Regions from separate parts of the Mus musculus genome. Here region 2 is linked to region 1. A link is a contact called in public HiChIP or PLAC-seq data. All regions are on one chromosome and are shown on one strand. Each heading gives the region's core, a stretch centred on a gene start, on an enhancer-like site or on the middle of the called end of the contact. The rest is flanking DNA. Distances are from core to core; before and after follow the strand shown. Region 1 overlaps Ccnd1 (cyclin D1). Region 2 has its middle 54 kb from the start of Ccnd1.

Region 1 (7,499 bases), core at 2,693-5,192:
TTGTAACATCAAAATGTTTGACAAACTCTTAAAAAACTGTAGAATATTCAGCCAAGATTTCTTCTTTTTAAACATTTTAATTTAATTTAATTTACCTACTTATTTTTTTAATTTTTTTTTTTTTTGTTTTTCGAGACAGGGTTTCTCTGTGTAGCCCTGGCTGTCCTGGAACTCACTCTGTAGACCAGGCTGGCCTCAAACTCAGAAATCCACCTGCCTCTTCCTCCCAAGTGTTGGGATTAAAGGCATGTGCTACCACTGCCTGGCACATTTTAATTTTATGTGTATGCATGTTGTATTAGTCAGGGTTCTCTAGAGTCACAGAACTTATGGGTAGGCTCTATATAGTAAAGGAATTTATTGATGACTTACAGTCTACAGTCCAATTCCCAACAATGGTTCAGTAGCAGCTGTGAATGGAAGTCCAAGGATCTAGCAGTTACTTAGTCCCACAAGGCAGACAGGCAAAGGAGAGAGAGGGGGGGGAGAGGGGGGGAGGGGAGGGGAGGGGAGGGGAGTGAGAGAGAGAGAGAGAGAGAGAGAGAGAGAGGGAGGGAGGGAGGGAGGGAGAGGGAGAGGAGAGATCCTTCCTTCTTCCAATGTCCTTATGTAGGTCTCCAACAGAAGGTTTATCCCAGATTAAAGGTGTGTGCCACACATCTTTAATCCCAGATGACCTTGAACTCTGAGATCTCCCTGTCTTAATCTTCTGGAATCCATAGCTAGTATGCCTCAAGATCTCCATGCCAAGAACCAGTTCAGAAACTTGTATCTCCCAGCCTCCAGATTAGGATCACTGGTGAGCCTTCCAATTCTGGATTGTAGTTCATTCCAGATATAGTCAAGTTGACAACCAGGAATAGCCACTACACATGTTTTACCTACAGATATGTCTGTGTACTGTGCATATACCTATAAAGTTTTGAAGAAGGTGTCAGATTCCCTGGACTGGTGTTAAAGATGGTTGTGAGCTGCCAGGTGGCTGCTGGGAACCAAACCTGGGTCTTCTGGAAGGGCACACAATGCTCTTAACTACGGAGCTAGCCTTCAGCCCTCTAAAGGATTACCTTGCCTAGGTTAATTGAGATGGGAATATCTAAGTGTGTGCGGCATCATCCCATGGTCTGGGGTCCCAGGCTATATAAAAAGGAGAGAGCGAGCTGAGCACTGGTGCTTGTCTCTCTCCCATGTGGATGCAGTGTGAGCTGCCGCCTCAGGTTCGTGTTGCCATGCCTCCCCCTATGATGGACCTTCACCTGGGAACCAGATACTCCTTTCCCTGCTTAAGTTACATTTGTCTAGAATTTATCCAGTGAGAGGGAAAGGCACTAAGGCAGGCGTCCAAAAAGGCCTGGGTCTTAGGAACTTGGCCTAGCCACTTAGAACAGAACAAGTATAGTAAGGATGCCCCGAGCCTTGAACTGGCCACACACAAATGGCTCCAAGAGAGGGGCATCACAGTTTTAAAGTGGCTCCCAGCTGATATAGGCTGCTTCAGTTGTCTCTTGGGGACAATTCAAAGGCTAAATGGATGCCACACTCTAGGTCCGGTGAAGCCTCTTCAGTAGAGCAGTCTGTATTCTCTCTCTACCCTCCTTGTGTCCCCTGAGTAACAGTGTCCCTAGATGTGGGCCTCAAGGCTTGCATCCCTGAGCTGCCTGCCTACCACCCCCACCACCCCAGCTATTGTCTGTTGGCCCTGTGGTGTGGGTCTAGGCTGTAGGGCCCTGCAGGCCAAGGGGCTGGAAAAGGATTGGAGGTCCTGTGCTTGCTTTGTCCTCTTGCACAACTGTTTGATCAAAGACATTCCTGGGATGACATCCCTGAGTAAGAGAGGCCAGATCAGCTCAGAACTAGGGGTACTGCATCCCACCAGCACTGTGCTGTGCCCACATGGGGCCCTGTATACAACATGCCCGCCTCATGTTACCTATACACCCCACCCCACACACTCAACAGACTGCTTTATCAGCTCAAGTACAGGTTTGCTTGGCAAGCACACTTGGCAGTGCCAGCTCCCAGCACTGGCCTTATGTGGCCTGCATAGCCTTGCCACCAAACACACAGCCCAACCCGCATTGACTGTCTCCTGGGATGTTGTGGCCAGGGCTTTGGGGCACTGCAGGGAGAACACACAGTCCTACTCTTCTGCCTGTGTCCCACCCCTTGGAGTCCTCAGCTCCCACTGCTGGCATTTTGTGGGCCCCAGCAGCCCAGATCCTCTGTAGGGTTGGTGAAGTTGGCCTGCTTTCTGGGACAAAGTGCAGCAGTTGAGCTGACCCATGGGCAACAGGCTAACTTCCTCACACTTGGTTCTAGGATGTGGAGTCAGGAGGGGAGAGGCTACACAGAGTCACCTGTGCAATGTCATGCTCCACATGCTCCACAGGGGCCACATTCACTGTGAGTCCTGTAGGACAAACAGGAAGGCTGGAGCAGGTCCAGGCAGTGGGGCAACACAGAATGGGGAGCCAGGGGCAATCTTTCCAGTTCAGGGAGCTGAGGCTCAGAGAGGCCAGGCAGGTTCAAGAGCTTGGCTTGGCTGAGAGAGGTAGGATGGCTCAGCAGGATGGAGGCCGCCTGCAAAAGGAGAGCCTGGCCAGGACACAGGGCAGGGGACCATGGAGCTGGTAGAGGCAGAGAGAGAACCAGCCATTGAGCTTTTGAGAGGAGACAGTTGGGTGTGCTGGCTCCCTGAGTCCTTATCTCTGAGGGCCCTCAAAAAGCTATTTTACCATCACCCTTAGAACAGGAGTATCTCTACACCCAGCAGAGGATCTAGCCTCCAGTGTTACCAGTTAAACTTGAGGGTTGGAGCCTGGAGTGGCCAGTGGTATCTGGGGTTTCACTGCTAAAACCAAGAAAAGAGGCTTGGCTATCAGCCACAGCTGGGAATCACAGACCACTGGATGACGAGACAAGCCAATTGCACCGTTAAGAGACTGCACCATGTGTGAGCCCTGTGCAGTTGATGGTGATGCTTGCCCATTCCAGTTGGGCGCCCTTCCATGAGCACCTTTGATAGGCAGTGGTGGAAAGCAGCAGCTGCAGCAGCAGCAGCAGCCTTTGAGTGGATGCTCAGCCCCTTGCTATTTGTGTCTGCATTCCTAGTACCACTCTGCTGCACTGGCTGCCTGGCTGCTGCACCCCAGCGGATTTCCTCATGTCAGCCTACCTGGACACGATAAGCTCGCTCCCCAGTGCTTCTAAGAACCAAGGGGGAAAGCACTCTTCCACCTCAATGCCCTTTGGCCATTTCCTGGAATGCTGACGGCCCCATGCCCATTCTCCTGGATGCCATGTGACTGTGGACCCGGCTCGGATGCTTATATGGAGCTGGGCTGACAAAATACCTTCTGGATCCTGCCATCAGACAATTTGGTACAAGATGAGTACTGTGTCTTCATAAGCCACCTCTGGCTCTGGTGTTCCCATATACTCTCATTGAGTAGGTCGCCTGGCAAGGTCACTGTGGGCTTCTCTCCGTCCATCTCTTTCTGCTTTCATCATTGGGTGGCACCACTCAGACCAGGTGTCATCTACACCCTCCACTTTCCAGAAGGGCAGGGGCCCACCAGGCACCAAAACAGCCAAGCTGAGACCCAAAAGCTACCTTGTAGAAGATGATGTCTAAAAGCCACCTGTCCCCACAGGGTTTGGAAACAATACTAGTCATGAGTAACTGCCACCCCGAAGACATCACAGGAGTCTTGCCAGGCCACTCAGGTCTGCAGAACTATGTGAAAGGCCACCTTGGGTCTTGGCCCTAACACTAAGCATGGCTCTCTGGGCGCTTGGCAGCACCTAAGAAACGGTGATTCACCCAGAGCAAACACCCATTTGCGCCAGACAAGGGGCAGTGAACGCGGGTTCTGTTGATCTTCCATCTGCAAATAAGCAGGAGGGTGAGCTGGCAGTGATGGACCCAGAGCCGCTTCTGATCAGTGGCTGTCGCTGGCCTCCCTGACGCCAGAGGCTCCCACTTTGCTCTTGGCTGTCACTTGCATACACCCTTCCCCTTGGGAATCCCAGGTTGGTGCCAGGGCCAGAGATGCCACCCCACATGGCTGTGGCATCACCCCACTCCTGTTCCCAGAAAACACAGACAACAGTGAGCTGAGATTTTACCAATTTTATTTTCTAGATTTTTTGTCTTTTTTTTTTTCCTGGACCATGCTGGTCACATGTCTGTGCTGGGAAGCGCCATGGTGTGTCAACCAGAAATACAAAAAGCCAACCTGGCCACCAGCCAGAGCCCCTCAAAGCCTTTCATGTCACAGGGCAGATTCCGTGGACCCACCACCAGTCTTTGGCCTTTTGGCCAAAACCTCACCCCATCACCATGGATACAGCGGCCCTCAAGGGTCCTGCCTGGCTGGGATGCCTCAGCTGAGCTGGTGGTGCCCGTTTTGGTTTGGCAGCTTGCTAGGGAACTTGGGGGCCTACAGCACTGCAGCTGGCTTCGCAAAGGCAGAGTCTTTACATTAGCACAATGCTGTAATTAACACAAAACAAGACGGAACACTAGAACCTAACAGATTAAATGATGCACCGGAGACTCAGAGCAAATCCCCCCGGGCCAGCAGCATGGTGGCATGCACAACAGGCCGCTACAAGAAACAATATCGATAACAGAACAATCCAGGTGCCCTGACTGCTGTGATGCTATGTCCCAGATCAAATGAAGGGCCCAGCATGACAGGACGATCGCCATCAGGGTCCCAGGATCCCTGGAGGCAGACCGCCCACCTGCCTGCCAGGCTCGTGCATGGCTAGATGATACATGAGGTATTGTGAACAGGAACCTGTTTTTTTTTTTTTTTTGGAATACAGCGGTAATCACATTAAGCCAAAATAGATCACAATTAAAAAAAAAAGTACAAAAAAGGGCATCTGTAAATACACTCTATGAGGAAATTAAAACTTGAACATGGCAGTCTGACATTGTAAAACAAAACAAAACAAAACTGACCCTCCAATAGCAGCGAAAACAACGTGAAAGATACAAAGCAATGAGAATCTGGTTCTGAACGTCTGGGATCCTGGGAGTCATCGGTAGCAGCGCCATGAGAGGAGCCGTGGCCTGTCCCATGTGGTCCCACCTTCACCTCTTCCCTCACATCCCCTCTTAAGCCTCCCGCTCTCCACCTTCTGCCAAAAAGTCCTAATAGAAAGGCACAGAGCCAGAGGTGTGCAAATTACCTACTGTTGTTAACTTGGGGGCAGCGGCAAGAATGTGCCAGAATCAAACTCTTTTGGAGTCCCCTAATTTTCCTCAGTTTGGATGGCTCTCCAATGGGGCCAATTGGGTTGGGAAAGTCAAGCAGACCAAATCTCTGTCTTTGTGGTTTTTTTTTTTTAAGGACCCCCCCCCCCCCCCCGTTGCCCAATGAAAGACCAATCTCTCAGACATGGCCCTAAACCTTCTCCAGCAGGGCAGAGGTGTGCGTTTGAATCAAGGGAGATCACATTGCTTTGAGTCACACTGGTCATGGGCAGCCTTTCCCATAAATACTCTTCTGTAGCCTTAAGTATAAATTAGACATTTTAGTGTTTAAAAGCCTCCTGTGTGAGACTTAAGAGTTGTCCCCAATCTCCTTGTCCAGGTAATGCCATCATGGTTCCTACTTCCAAACACCAGCTGGCACCAAAGGATCCCTTCAACTTTGCAGGACAGATCCCGGTGGTGCGAGAACAGAGTTCTCTCTTCTTGACCCAACAAAACTTCCCAAGCACCTCATACTACCAGCCCTACAACCTGTTGTACAGCCATCTGAATGCGTGTGTGGACATCCCCATCCATTCCATTAGAACCCCTCCCCCCAACACACACCAGCAACACTGCCTCCAGCTAGCTGACCAAAAGTGCTTTGAAATGGAATGGTTTTGGAACATAGAGAAAGAAAACACAACAAAACAAACCACACACAAAAGCTGTGGGTTTAACCTGATGTGGGCAGGCTGCAGGGCCTTCAGGCAAAAACCAGCATCTCTCTAAACAGAGCTACAAAATAGGAAGGTTACAAAAATAGAATATATTATGTCACTATTTCATCCCTACCGCTGTGTGGCTGGTGCTGTGAACCTGCAGGTTGTTGGGGGGAGAGGGCACATTAAGCTGAGCCCTGGGGAGGGGGGTTGTGCCACACGCCATGAGACCACTAGAGGTCGCACTGACCATCTATAAGGTTAAGAGGTCTGCCCACCCCTGGGATAAAGCACAGGTATCAGGTAACAGGGCTGTAGGCACTGAGCAAGCCAGGGAGTGAGGCTGAGGGCCTAAGCTGTGGCTTTTCAGCAAAGCAGAGTACATTTCTCAACCTAAAAACTCTTCTACTTTAACAATGGTTTGCTGTATTTTTTTTCCTTCCTTTTTAAAGCAATGTTTCTTAAGCTTTTTTTTAAAAACATATAAAAGAATCAAAACTCCTTCTCAAGACTTCCCCTGTGTTAATCCTACTCTTAGAACAGACAAGCACATTAATAGAAAACTAGTTGATTACTGGGGTACAGAATTCTATTTTTGTAGCACCCCCTGGCTCCCTACTCTCAGGGTGATGCAGATTCTATCTCTCTCTCTCTCTCTTTAAGACAGCTTTCAGATATTTTTTTCTCTTTTGCTTAAATCAGATAGAAAGGAGAAAGATTAAGGAAAAACAACCAACAAAGAGAACAAAACTTCCTCTTCTGGTAACAACATGTCCCCAAGGGGGACGTCGTCAGGAGCACCCGGGCTGGCTCCTTCCTCTTTGCGGGTGCCACTACTTGGTGGCTCCCGCCTGCCCGGTGGCCCTCAGATGTCCACATCTCGCACGTCGGTGGGCGTGCAGGCCAGACCAGCCTCTTCCTCCACTTCCCCCTCCTCCTCAGTGGCCTTGGGGTCGACGTTCTGCTGGGCCTGGCGCAGGCTTGACTCCAGAAGGGCTTCAATCTGTTCCTGGCAGGCACGGAGGCAGTCCTGGAGAGGCGGGCGGAGATGGAGGGGGTCCTTGTTTAGCCAGAGGCCGGTGGCCAGGGCCTTGACCTGCGAGGCAGGCTTTGCTAAGAGCAAGGCTTGAGGAAACTCCCCAAGCCACCCCTAAATCCAGTGAGAGCTGCCAGAGACTAGAAAGGTACTGCTACTCTCTAGGTTCCTCCTCCCAGGCTGTACCCTGAACTTCCCCACAAGGAGCGTCTATCTCTCATAACTTTTTGCCTTGGGTGGCCTCTGAGAGAGGACAGCTCCAGCACAGGTAGGGTCTGGAAAGCATTTGCCCAGGAATAAGACTCATGAACTGAAGCCCTGCCTAGGCAGGCTGAAGCTAGGGCACTGTCTATATTCCTGAAGCCAGGAGGATTCCTGGGGAACACCTGGGAAGCCCCCACATTCAAAACTTGTGTATTGTTCCCCCTTTGTTTGATGAACACCATGGCTAGAGGATGGAAGGGCAATGGCCCCATTTCACAGATGGAGAAAGTGAGGCCCAAGTAGCCTAGTATGGACCCACAGACACCCTTCC
Region 2 (7,499 bases), core at 3,449-5,948, 65 kb after region 1:
GCTCTCAGCTGGACAGCCTGAGGTAGATGGTCTACAAGGCTCTGGCTTGAAATCTACCAGCTTTCTTATACTTCTGGCCCCTTTGTGTTGGCACTGTCACTGGGATGAATGGCCTCGTGGAAACAAAGCGACTGCAGGAGTTCCAGGCATTGCATCACACTCCACACAGCTCACCAGCCAGAGAAAGGAGCTCTTAACTGAAGACTTGAACCTCATTGCTGGTTGACCACCATGAGAGATTTTATCATAACTGGCTTCCACCAAATCATAGCTCATCTCTGGAACAAGGGCTGAATGACAGGTCCTCTGTTCTCATAGCAGGCTCCTAGGGTGGACCAGGACTCCTTTGAGGCTCAGGAAGCTGAGGCACAATGAAGCCAGGTGAGTCAGACCAGTTGCCAGGACTCCAGCTGGTCTGGGTATAAGTAGACCTTTGATTCCAAGGAGGCAGTGAGGCATGGAGGGTAGACTAGAATGTTCTAGAATCAGGACTGTGAGTTATGCCAACCATGGAGTCCTTATAGATCATAGGCATCTTCTCATGGGAGATCAACAGGCCTCTATCTGGGGTTGTTGATCCCCCATAATAGAGTAGAGTGGAGTAGACTCTACTATGACTTTTGGAACCCAATTTAAAGAGGGGTGACTATAGCTTGGAAGTCCTTGTGAATAGAGAGACCACTGTGCCTCTCAGACCTTCCCACTGGAGGGACATAGCTGAAGGATGTCCCCAGGATCAACCAACAGAACATTTTGTCCATCAAGTCAGAGAGTGGGGCCTGGGAGGAGAGGCACAGCAGGGAGAACGACTGGCCCAGCTCCCTGCCCAGCCCCACAACAGGGGACTTGGTGACCTGAAGCATGAGGGACAGTCTATCTCAGCCCCATGCTGACTGGGCACCAAGGATCCCAGACAGTGAAGACAGCAGGTACAGAAGAAGTGAACTCCTATGGAAATGAAGTTAGCAAAAGAAAGAGGATTTGAAACAAGCAAACCATATACCATCTCCTAGTTTCATTTCTGTTACTGTGACAAAATACCCTGGAAAAAGCAACTCAAGGCATGAAGGGGCTGTTGCTCACACAATTCTAGGTTACAGTCCCATTATGGAAGTGAAGTCACTGAGGCAGGAGCTTGAGACATCTGGTCACATGATACCTATAGCCAAGAGCTGAAGGAACACCTCCATGTTACCTACTTCCCTCTACCTTCCTCATGCTCTGTACAGTTTGGAACTCTGCCTAAGGAATGGAGCCACCGCAAGTGGGCTAATTTTTCTCATATCAACCAACAGTCAAAATAGTTTCTCATAGAAATGCCTATAGGCCAACTTGATCTAGATAATCCCTCATTGAGATTTTCTTCCCAGATTATTTTAGGTTGTGGCAAATAGGCTTTTAAAACTAACCACGGTGTGTATACAAACACACATGCATACACATGCCTGCAAGCCCACACACACATGCACATGCATTCATATGTGCACACAGATCTATTCTCATGACATCCCAGAGGCATTGTCTGGGTTAATTCTAACAGACAGAGATGAAACCTAGGGCTCCAAGCCACAGTTTACAGTTGAAGGATTTCCCCAGAATCCAGAAGCAAAGGAGCAGAAGACATGGTCACTTGTTTTAGTGCCTCCTACAGAGTGTGCAAGAAGGTTAGATGAACAAACAGAATGCAGGCACAGGGGAGGAAGACCACGGCAGAGTTGAAAATGCAGGGTTGTGATCACACAGGATGTTAGTAATCTTGATGGACGGCTTGATAGGACTGAGATAGCTTAGGATACAGTGGGCATGGACAAGTGGGTACATCTCTTACTGTGTCTGAGGGTTTATCTTCACCCGTGCTGAGTTCTAATCTGACTGCTTTATTAGGAGGTGAGGGCAGATGGCAGAAGCTACTCAGATGTAGATATTGCTTAAGTCTCCTGGGTTTGATCTCTAAACTCCAGTCTTTTAGACGGCCCCAGGGAGTTTACCTGTGAATGATGTCGTATGGTGTTTAGAATGATCAATGCCCACCAAAGGCTCTGACATTTGAATACCTGGTCCCTGGTTGGCAGCTTTTTGGAGAGGCTTGAGAGGTGTGGACTTACAGGAAGAAGTGTGTCACTGGGGGTAGTGTGTCACTAGGGGCAGTGTGTCACTGAGGGAAGTGTGTCACTGGGGGAAGTGTGTCACTAGGGGCAGACTTTGAGGTTTCAGTCAGTCACCATTCCCAGTTCACACTCTCTCTCTACTTTCACTCTCTCTTTCTACTTTCTTCTCACAGTTTGACAAGTGAGCTCAGCTGTTCCATCTGTCATGACTGCCACCTGCTGCCATGCTGTGTCATTATTATGGGCCCCAAACCCTGAAACCATAAGCCCAAGTAAACTCTTCTTTCCATGAGTTGCTTTAGTAGTGGTTTTTGTATAGCAATAGAAAAGCAACTAATTCTGTCAGCTAAGTTTTCTAATTAGTGACAAGTGCAGAGGTTTTCATGGCCATGTATGTGACCCTGGCTCCTTCCCCCAGTAGGTACAAGTGGGTATCCCCTCTCCAGCAGCTGCAGCTGCCAACATGCGGGGGGGGGGCACCTGTAAGGGCTACTTGGATGGCAAGTGATATTTCAGGTTATAAAGTGGAACCCTGTTTGTGTGTGCTGCTGCACTTGGGGATGCTGGGCCAGGCCTAGGAGGCAGTGGCTACATGGACAGCGGGAGAGCCTCTCTGCTGGGTGGGTCATCATGCTTTGGCAGTTCTCGGACCACTCAGATGTAATGGTAGTCTTTCTCATTGGCAGAATGAACTACACTCTGGAAAAGTCCCCGGGTTCCGGTGCTTTCCAAATTCGTAGGGGATTTTGGAATGCACGGGAATCAGGCCCATCTTGGCTCAATACCATGTCCAGCAGCCAGGGTTGAGTGTTCTTTGGGTCAATGGATATGTGTACCAATCTGTACCTCTCTTGCACATAGAGGAAGATCCTGGAGCCCTGGCTTTGCTGGGTGATCAGGAATCCCCTTATTTATTTGGTTGAGGACATGACTCAAGTAGGGCCTAGGGTCTTCCACACCCCTCAAATCTAATGCATGCACCTAATGCTTATAACTATACACTCCTCCTTGCCTGTGTGTATCTTTGTATGTATGTTTATACCTGTGCATGCATAGTCAGAGGTCAGTCTCGGGTGTCTTCCTCATTTTCTGAGACCAGGTCTCTCTCGGATCCTAGGTCTCACCTATTCAGTTTGACTCTCTGCACAGTGAGCCCCAGGAACCCACTTACCTCCGACTCCCCAGCAATGGGATAGCAGGTGCACATTGCTCTGCCTGCCTTTCATGTGGGTGTTGGGCATCCAAATTCGGGACCTCATGCTTGTGTAGGAATCAATTACCAACTAAGCCCCTCCCCAGCTCAATGCCCTCCTTCTCCATCCATTTCCTCTTGCTTATCTTTATTCTTTCAGTCACCCTTTCACTCACTACTCAAGGGCTCACAGTGTGCATGCTGCTCTTCTGGCTAGGGCGTGTGGGATTTCTAGGTTTTGATGAAGGTGTGACTCAGAGGCGAGGGGAACCATAGGCTGCTGCCCAGATGGAACAGAGTGGGCCTGGGCCTCCTCTAGCTATGTCTGCATTAGTACCACCTAGATGGCATCTTGGGACTGAGACTCCAAGCCTGCATGGGGAGTTTCATTTGGCCTGGGGCCTCAATTGCCTCTGCCCAGTCAAAGCAGCCTGCCTGTTATGAAGCTGTTCCAACCTCATTGTTCTGTGGGGAAAGATGGCTGCCCCATGGTCTCCCTTCTGGGACAGTTGCTATCTAGAGGCAGGGTCTAGCCTCTGGAGTTGGGATCCTCGTCATCTATGGGATGGCCCTCCTCTGAAGCTCTGCCCCGCAGTCTGGTTGGCTGGCACTGTTCTACAGTGTGTAGTGGGGCCTGCACAATAGCTTCCCTCTCTCGTTGCCAGCCTGGCCTGTGAACAGGGCTCTGTTGATGCCTGGCTGCTCTCACTCCCAAAGAATTCAAAAAATGGTCCCATGTGTGAATGTGCATCCTGAGACTGTTGGGCAACTGCCTAGAGTGGGGTCTTGGAAGGCAGAGAGTGCCACCGCTGGTCACTGGGCTGTCACATTCATAGGAATCTGGACTGGGCTTGATGATGGTGGTGGCAAGAGTCAAGGGGATGTGAAGAAAACTCAGGCCATTAGCTCCCTGATGGCTGCCTGACATCATGATTGGTTGGACAGAGATGCTACCCTACCAGGCCAAGTAGATCGTCTCCCTAAGCCTCACTATGGAAGCAGAGTCAGGAGGGCTCCTGTACAGCACATTTTATTTTTTTTCAAAGATCTTGGCCTCAGCTTGGCCAGGGCCACTGAGCTGCACAGGAAGGTCCCTCTGCTTCCCAACCTTTGCATGTACATGCTGCTATGGTAAAGTCAAAGCTTGAGCATTTAGAGCTATAGGACTGTCCTGGGCTCCGGACAGTGTGTGGGCATGTTTCAGCTTTTGCCATCCAGAGCTATCAATAGTCCTGTCATGTACCCCAGGGAATGATAGTCACCCAGTATGAAGTGCTGTGTCCTGGGAGCCCAGAGAGGTTGCACAATGCCCTGCCACAGGTATAATGCAAGGCCCACATATTATATCCTGTTGGTTGGATTAGTGTCAATGAGCAAGGACCACAGTGACTCATGCTCGGCTGGGTGGCTCTTCCTGTGCCGGTTCTGGGATGCTGAATTGCCCCAGGCTCAGTAAGAACTCCTGAGCACTGTGCAGAGAGCCATACAGGGGCGACCTCAGGCTGAGTCTCATAGGCCTCTCTCTATAAAACCCTGGTCCAGGGCTTTGTGCTGGATCCTGACACAGAGGGGACTGATGATGGCAGATCCTGGTGTCCAGCCGAGGCCACACATGAGGGACAGACAGAAACACCAGACAAATGCAAGTCACCTGCTGTTCTCTGCCATCTTCCCAAGACCAAGGGACTCTGACTGCAGAGTGTAATGTCCTGTGGAGCTCAGGAAGTTTGTCACACATAGGACTCCATCAGAGAGAATGCAAGCCCAGGTGGCTGCCACTCAGATGGGCCCAAGCCATCTGGCACAGATAGAGCCAGAACCGAGTGCCCCCTCCTAGCGTTAGGGGTATGTAGAACTCTTACTATGAAGCTCTCTGAAGTGGCAAGTGGCCTGAAGGGACCCAGGAACTGTAGGAAATATTTTCACAAGTATCTGCAGAGAAAGGCCCTCAGACCTGATACTGAGCCACTGTTGGTGGGCTGAGGGTCCTTCCCCTCTTCAATTAGGGTTGACTACTTTCCCTTTATTGGTCCTATTCTACTTCATATTTCCATGCCCACATTTAGCCTGTCAGCGTTCAGATGATGCTAGCTGGTGTCCTGTAATTTTGACCTTTAGGACTCTAGGGTACCTGTCTGATGGGGAGCTAGCTTGAGGCAGTCTCCAGTGTTACCATGACTACAGGCCGATGGCAAGCCACTCTTTGGCTGCAGATGGGAATTGGTTCCATTGGTTTCCTTAGCCAGCCATAGAAGCCTGAGGTAGCTGTAGTCCTCCTCAGAGCTGCAGATCCACCTAGAAGAGATGATCCCCGGTTGGCATCCCAGAGGCAGGGAGGGCTTTGAGCTGACACTTGGCAGCACTGTATGGGCTCTCAGCTGGCATCACACCCCGTGGCTGAGAGTTCACACTCTCATCCAAACCCTGCACAGCCTTCAGTTTGAAGTTGTGTTGTCCCAATTCTGAATTGACAAATAAAGTGCCTCCCGTCCACACAGTCCATCTGGGAGGAAATCAGGACTAGTACCCAGGTGGGGGGACTTGAGACCATCTCTACCTTACCATCATTCTCGAATGTCCCCTTGCTGACCCGCCTTCCCTCCAGACATGCCTGCAACTATGGACAGCCACAATGTTGGCTTGTTCAACATGTCTCAAAGTTTCTGGCCATAGCACCTTGCAGGTGGGCTTGTTTAAGTTCAGTGACTCTCACTGAACCTCTATGTTTAGAAGTAGATGCCTGCCACCAGCCATTACTAACAAGAGTCACGGACTATCTATCAGGACTAAGATTCAAACTCTTGGGAGTGGAGGGGATGCTTAGACCTAAAGATAAGAAGGAGGGGGATTCTTCATGGGAATGACCCCATCTCAAGGAGGTGGAAAGGAACAGAGGGTTCTGGAGCCTGCTATGCCGGAAGCCTCCGTGAGAGGTGTATCCTCTAGGCCCTAGGCAATTTGAGCCGGCTCTGACACTTGAAGCCAGATCCTAGTAGTGTCTGGATTTTCCTCTACCTCCGTCCCCCAATGCCCCCTCCTCCACAGAGGCACTTACACACTGGTGCTGGCAAGGAGGACAAAGATGCCAAGCCTGGGGCTTGAGCTCACATCCTTCCTGCCTCGGTTTCCTCTGTTAACTGATGGGCCCTGAGGTCAGCAGGAGCCATCTTCTCTCCTGCTGCAAATATGTTTGGGTTCTCTGGAGACCCAGGGATGCCTGGTGGTGGCACAGTACATGGCTCGCTGGCATTGCAAGCACTAACCTTGTAAGATAGGCAGAGACACCCTGGTGGGTGGCAAAGGTCCCAGCCAGTTTCACAGGGAACAAGACTGTGGTGTTTACCCCCTAAGCACCCCCCTTTCCGTGTGTGTGTATGTGTGTGTGACTCTGAGGGTCCAGCAGGCATGGTAGAGTGAGCATACTGCTCACTTCCTTAGTCTGGGCTATGTGGGGCAGGCCTGTGTAGGGTCATGGCTTCCAGCATCTGTGGCCATTAGGATCTTTGGCTACGCTCCACAGACATAACACAGGCCAGGTCACCCTTCTTCATGCTAGCAGAGGTGGCAGCATTCTGTGTTCTGTGCTGGAGGAGGGGATCCCAGGTGCTCCCCAGGTGCTCCCCAGGTGACATAATCTCAGCAGACAATGGTGCCTTCTATTACCTGGCTCTTTTGCAGCGCAAAACATAGGGTAGTTGCCCCTCAGTCACCTCCTGTGAAGGTTTATCTCTGAATACACTTCACTTGCTGCTGGTCCCTGGGACACTCTGTCAGGGTTGTCCTATGTCCCTGCAAGCTGAGGGCCCCTGTCCAAGTGGGGCTGGCTGCCTGTTCTCCAGAGCTTAGGAAAGCTGAATAGCTGCTCTCCATCTTCCTGTGTATCTGACTGGTCTGGGGTTGGGCCCCTCTTGAGCAAAACAGCCAGCCTCCAAGGGACAGGGAGGATGGGGAAGGAGGGGAAGCTGCCACACCTCACAGGCTACTTGATGAGGCTGCCGGATGGAGTCTGCGTGGGGACAATCTGAGGATAACAATGGAGGAAGGGAAGGATCTTTCCAGCGCTTCCTGTTTGCTTGTCTGACCAGATGAGCTCTGATAAGCATCCCCCACCCCCAACCTGTCCCCAGTGGCCATGAGGCCACCCACATTATGCCAGGTGGCTCTGGCTCTAAGCTGACCTGGGCAAGTGCCTGTTTCTT

The links. HiChIP or PLAC-seq counts read pairs in DNA pulled down with a chosen protein or histone mark.
Region 2: a contact with region 1 is called in an HNF4G HiChIP or PLAC-seq map of pancreatic cancer cells. The contact joins two enhancer-like sites. A contact is called at or near these places in 2 of 39 promoter capture datasets (the 3T3-L1 cell line and stem cell-derived epiblast-like cells), 6 of 484 Hi-C or Micro-C datasets (bone marrow-derived dendritic cells, bone marrow-derived macrophages, macrophages and 2 more), 5 of 115 datasets of contacts at active chromatin or transcription factors (bone marrow-derived dendritic cells, bone marrow-derived macrophages, embryonic stem cells and 2 more) and 3 of 9 other capture datasets (adipose tissue, embryonic stem cells and pancreatic islet).

The regions. Positions count from the first base shown.
Region 1 is chr7:144,925,814-144,933,312 of GRCm38.p6, forward strand. Ccnd1 (cyclin D1) reads right to left here. Exons shown (of 5, transcript NM_007631.3): 5 at 4,118-6,958. The coding sequence ends at 6,794. It also overlaps a transcript of LTO1 not described here. Among named protein-coding and RNA genes, the nearest start is that of Ccnd1, 10 kb to the right of the region's middle. Within about 2 kb of position 3,943, at least 32 of the 459 cell types and tissues checked have an H3K27ac peak or open chromatin away from gene starts, as enhancers often do. A contact at or near this core is called in pancreatic cancer cells, where this site is marked.
Region 2 is chr7:144,989,788-144,997,286 of GRCm38.p6, forward strand. No RefSeq gene overlaps it. Among named protein-coding and RNA genes, the nearest start is that of Ccnd1, 54 kb to the left of the region's middle. Within about 2 kb of position 4,699, at least 37 of the 459 cell types and tissues checked have an H3K27ac peak or open chromatin away from gene starts, as enhancers often do. A contact at or near this core is called in pancreatic cancer cells, where this site is marked.